Linked DNA regions of Ovis aries: region 2 is linked to region 1. Evidence: chromatin contacts called from public Hi-C data. All regions are on one chromosome and are shown on one strand. The core of a region is the stretch at or near the end of the contact, and the rest is flanking DNA. Distances in the headings are between cores, read along the strand shown. Region 1 overlaps TNFRSF1B (TNF receptor superfamily member 1B). Region 2 overlaps TNFRSF8 (TNF receptor superfamily member 8).

The links. Hi-C and Micro-C count contacts between places; a contact is called where the count stands out from the background.
Region 2: a contact with region 1 is called in a Hi-C map of liver, with 6 times the contacts expected there. The contact joins two enhancer-like sites. A contact is called at or near these places in 15 of 16 Hi-C or Micro-C datasets (blood, hypothalamus, liver and 7 more).

What each region holds. Positions count from the first base shown.
Region 1 is chr12:40,755,206-40,757,798 of ARS-UI_Ramb_v3.0, forward strand. It overlaps TNFRSF1B (TNF receptor superfamily member 1B), which reads right to left. Exons shown (of 10, transcript XM_012187301.4): 10 at 343-2,593. Among named protein-coding and RNA genes, the nearest start is that of TRNAS-GGA, 15 kb to the right of the region's middle. Within about 2 kb of position 1,291, at least 7 of the 54 cell types and tissues checked have an H3K27ac peak or open chromatin away from gene starts, as enhancers often do. A contact at or near this core is called in liver, where this site is marked.
Region 2 is chr12:40,832,897-40,835,489 of ARS-UI_Ramb_v3.0, forward strand. The region is part of intron 12 of TNFRSF8 (TNF receptor superfamily member 8); the gene reads right to left. Among named protein-coding and RNA genes, the nearest start is that of TNFRSF1B, 43 kb to the left of the region's middle. Within about 2 kb of position 1,310, at least 29 of the 54 cell types and tissues checked have an H3K27ac peak or open chromatin away from gene starts, as enhancers often do. A contact at or near this core is called in liver, where this site is marked.

The sequences.
Region 1 (2,593 bases), core at 41-2,540:
TGAGTGAGTACGGGGCTGCACATGCATGAGCAGACCTGCAGAAACCACCCCAACCCCAAGGGCAGGCTGAGAGACCAAGGCGATGGATGGGATGTGTGCTGAGGGCCTATTTGGAGGCCAGCTGGGTGGTTCTGGACAAAAAGCATTGTCCATTCCATGCCTCAGGAAGTGGCCAGGCTCTCGGCAAGGGCAACTGTAATGTGGGTGCTTCTGGGGTCTGGCACAGAATGGACTTATCAGACTCCAGTGGCCAAGACCCATTCTCCCCCTTACCTTGGTGACAGGCGCCAGGACCAAGGACACACCCCAGCTCAGACCTGAAGACAAAGCCAGCAGTCAAAGTAAAAAACAAATTAAAGGTTTATTCATAAGCAGGAATGCTGTCCAGAATACATACAGTGCAAACTCTCCTTGTCCTTGGGATCAACACAAGCCCACAAGCTGGCAAAATTGTTATCAGTTAGGTCAAATGGACTCCCTCCAGCACTTGGGCCCTAGACTGGCTAAGGCCCCCTTCCTTGGCAGAGAAGGTTCTTTTTCAGCTTGGGTACACACAACCAAACCCAAAATGGAAGCTGAGATTACAGCAGCACAAGCTTTATTCATTGGTCAGAGAATGGAGAAGTGGGAACTTATTAACCGTTCATAAACAAACTTCTCACCTTAATGGGGAACCAGATTTGCTGTCAAGAACAATGGGGGGAAGAGTGCGAGGAATGATGGGGAGGCAAATGCTCTCCTTTTCTGGGAAAGAGGCAGGGTTTTCCTAGAAATGGGGTGCTACCTCTTTTCTGTCCTTTTTTGGTCAGTGATTCCTGGTCACGGCAAGCAGTAGGTATGTCATTTAGTAGCTAATGTAGTAAGTTCAGTTCAGTCGCTCAGTCGTGTCCGACTCTTTGCAACCCCATGAATCGCAGCATGCCAGGCCTCCCTGTCCATCACCAACTCCCGGAGTTCACTCAGTGTCAACTGAGACTCGGGGTCTGCTGGAGGTCAGATGCATCTCCATCTTGGTTTCACCTGGTTCTATCCAGTTTTTATTTTTCTCTTCCTATAGTTTCTTTCTTCGTGTCCCAAGCCTATGACTTAAAGGTATATTTGAGTTTCTGTTCAAGGGAGGGAGGTCGATGGGTTTTGACCAAGGGTCTAGTGGCTACTCTGGTAACAAAATGAGGCCACACCCAGAGTCTCGTAGTTCATCCCCGCTCTGACAGCAAGGTGAGGTCCTCCACAGCAAGGTGACAGCAAGGAAGCCTGAGGTCCTCCCAGAACAGTCCACTAGGGGGCAGAAGTGCTCCACGGCTGCAAAGGGTCCAATGCGGTTGGAGACTCTGGCCAGTCCAGGAACAGGGACATCTTGATTGCAGCAAGGGAAGCCTTTCTTCACTGCAGGGTAATGGCTGGGCTTCTCCTACCCTCTAAAATTTCAGCTGCCAAGTTCAAGTTCAGTGGAATTTTTCAACAAGGGATCCAAGTATATGGGATCCAGCTGTCTTCTCAAGGAGGCCCCCATCCCCTTTCCTTCCAGAATGTGGCTAAGGCCTCACTTGTCCATTGTCTGTAGGGCCTGGGCATGTATTTCGGGGAGTGGGGGGACTCCTTAATGGGGAAGAATCCATTGGCCCAAGTGTTGGCTTCAGCACTTCAGTTCCCGGAAGGCCATTTGACCTGACAACACGGGTCACAGAACCACAACATACAACACAGACACGCAGACACAAGACCTGCTCTCAGCATCTCATGTCCACCCAGGACCTCAGCGGGCCCAGCACCAAAGCGGCTCTGAGGCTCCACTGGGACCTGGGACTTCAGGCACAGCAGGAGGGGGCATCGAGAGAAATAGGTACACCCCTTCAGGAGGCAAAAGAGGAAGGTCCAGGCTGAGGTAGGAGGAGATGGCTGCGGGGCCTCAATCATCTCCAGTTCCTGAAATTCCCTGATAGGAAAAGGTGTGGCCTTGGAGCCCCACACCAGACAGTGGGGGAGGGGAAGCTGGCACTGTGGGTAAACGGGAGTGAAGGTCAAAGGCGGAGGATGCAAACTCCGAGTCTGGCTTTGTTACACTGCAGCTTGTTTGTCTGTGCCATGGTGCTTTTTTTGTTTTTATTGCCACAAGTTTAAACTGGAAGGTTTCCGGTTAGAGGTCTGGCATCTTAACCAGGTCACGGCACTCATTCAAAAGGCCGCCTGCCCGGGCCCTCTGAGCATCCAGTTTTTAGCCCACAGTATGAGATGGAGATAGCAGGAGTGGGTTTGGAGGTGGTGCTGCCCAGGGTCCTGAGCTAACCTGGGGGACCCTTATAGGGGTCGCCACCCTCTCCCTGCATAGAACCATTTGACTTAATGGCACATGGCCACCCTCACTGGGACCGTCCCGCAGTCTCCCATTCAGGCTAAAGGCCTGTCCTTTCTCCACTCTCTCTCTCCACTGATACACACAGCATCCTTCCTCCCTGACAAGAAGCCAGAGCGGAGTAGAGTCCAGGGATTAAAAAACAATATTAATAAAACCCCGAAACAACAAGGGCTCCAGAAGCCAAGACTGCAGGACCGGTTGGGGGGCAGCTCTCAGAGAGGCAAGGGCTCGTTCCCG
Region 2 (2,593 bases), core at 60-2,559, 78 kb after region 1:
TTTCAGGCCCGGGGCACAGGGCCTCACTTCCCAGGGGCAGCCAGAGAACAGGGCAGTCATCTCTCTCCCAGCCAACAAGCCCCTCAGCACACCGGACCCCTCCCCTCCCACCCACTCCCACACATGCACAGGAGTGGTTCAGGACCAGCCGAAGAGGCCTGACAGGGTCAGAAGCTGCTGCCATCGCCTGGTGGCTGCCAGGGGCAGAAAAGGCCAGAGCCCCTCGGAGCAACATGTGAAACTCAACCACACAGGAGGACCTCATGGTGATAGAGAGAGGGTGGTGGGTCCTGAGGATCCTTTCTGAGCCCCCGAGTCAGGCATGCCTAAAGCCAGATGGCCGCAGAGCCCTTTAGGGGCTCTTCAACTGGAAATGCTAGAGATGGTACCCAGAGACATGTCTACACCAGGGTGAGTCAGCTCCCAGGCACTGAGTCCTCTGGGAGGACAGCGCTCCTTATAATCCCAAAGGGACCACCTACAGGGTATTGACTTTTGCTGCCTTTAGGTGTGGACAGCTGACCAGAGAACTCGCATATGAAGAGGCCAGCCGGCTGAGTCACCTCGGAAACTCTGACCTCTGCTGCTCTGGGAAACCAGCCTCCTCAAATCCTAGCGGAAATGCACGCTGGGGGCCAACCAGCCATGATAAAATGACACGATGGGCAATTTGAACCTGCTGTGGAGACACCAGGTCACTTTGGGGGGACAATCTTCCATGTCCATTGTAAATGACCATCCGCAGGTTAAGTGTCTAAAGGGGAAATGGATCAGAATCTCGGTCAAAAGAAACACATGTGTAAAATGACACAATGCTTGATGACCGAGTTAACAGCAGAGCAGTCACCTTAGGAGGCTCGTGGCTCTCTCCCAAGAGGAAGCCACTGTCTAGTGCCCCAGCCAGCATTTTGAGAAATGTTGCCCAGCCTGAGGCACATTCTTTTAAATGAAGTCAGAGAAGCCGAATCTTTATCCTGTGAGAGTGATTTTTGAGTTCTGCAAACAGCCAACTGTCATTTGGCAGCGAGTCATTGAGGGGAGAAAGTATGTGATAAAGTAACAAGACAGGATAAACAAAAATGATAAAACACAGTCCTGGAGAGGATGTGGGTAAACAGGAACACAGCTGCTCATGCCCTGTGAATGGGTTCCCTCTTTCTCAAGAACCATCTGGCAGTGAAAACTTCACACACTTTGATTTAGTAATCCCTCTTTGGGGACACACCCTCAGGAAATAACTCGAAGGAAAGTAACCAGGCTGTGCACAGCAGTGGAGCCTATGATAAGCAAAAAACTGAAAACGAGCCAGGTGCCGAACAAGGAAGCAGCTTAGCAGTCCTGCGTCGGAGGCCTGCTTAGCCATGCAGCCCCAGCGCAGGCCCTCACCTCTCCCGGTCTTAGTTCTCTCCTTTGGAAAAGGGGCACAATCATGCCCCTTCAGAGGGTTTTTATGAAGATTAAATGAGATCTCAGAAGAGAAGGTGCCCAGGAATCAATCATGTTGAGAGCATATTCTTCTCTCTCATATGTTTTTGAGTTTCTGTAGGCTTTATTGGGATAAGTTAACAAAAATCAAGATTCCATCAACCATCGTGTCTTAATTTATAAACTCAGCAGAGACTCTGGTCCATATACGAAAGTGTGAAAATATTAGGCGCTCAGTCATGTCCGATTCTTTGTGACCACGTGGACTATACAGCCCAGTCCACCAGGCTCCTCTGTCCATGGAACTCTGCAGGCAAGAATATGGAGTGGGTAGACATTCCCTTCTCCATGGGATCTTCCCGACCCAGGGATGGAACCCAGGTCTCCCGCATTGCAGGCAGGTTCTTTACCATCTTAGCCCCCTGGTCCATATATGTGTACATATAAAACATAACACGTTTCAACATAAACAGAGTCCCACTGGAACATTTTGCCAGTTAACAGAAAGCCAATTTTCCCTTTCCCCAAATGTCTTCAAAATTGAGTCCCCACTGTTTACTTCTCGGTGGAACTAGTCCCTTGTGGCTAGGGACACTGGAGTTCTATCCTGTCTACTAAACAAAAAAATAATTGTTTTCAAGTTTTAATTTGAGAGCACATACTCTTGATAGGTTGTGATGGAAATGACACTGAACTCATATGGTCTTCCTCCTCCAAACCCATGACTTCAGTCTAATCAGAACAAAAACACTGACCAATTCCAACAGAGGATCATCCTATACCTTAACTGACGAGCACTCCTCAAAACTGCCACGGTCATCAAAAGCTAGGAGGGCCAGAAACTGTCAGAGGCCAGGGGAGCCTAAGGCACAAATGCAAAGTGGTGTCCTGGGTGGGGTTCTGGAGCAGAAGCATGCTAGGCAAAGCCAAGTAGACCTGAACAGAGTACAGGCTTCACATAATAGTAGTGAGTCGGTATTGCTTTTATTGTGACAAGCGTACTGCAGTAGAATAAGATGTTTATAATAGAGGAAATTGGGTGTGGGCTATATTTCCACTAACTTCTCAAATTTTCTGTAAGTCTAAAACTTTTCTTTAATGAAGTCTGTTTAGATTTTTTAAATTGAAACATTAAAAAGGGAAGGAGAAAAACAAAAAGGAAGGTGGC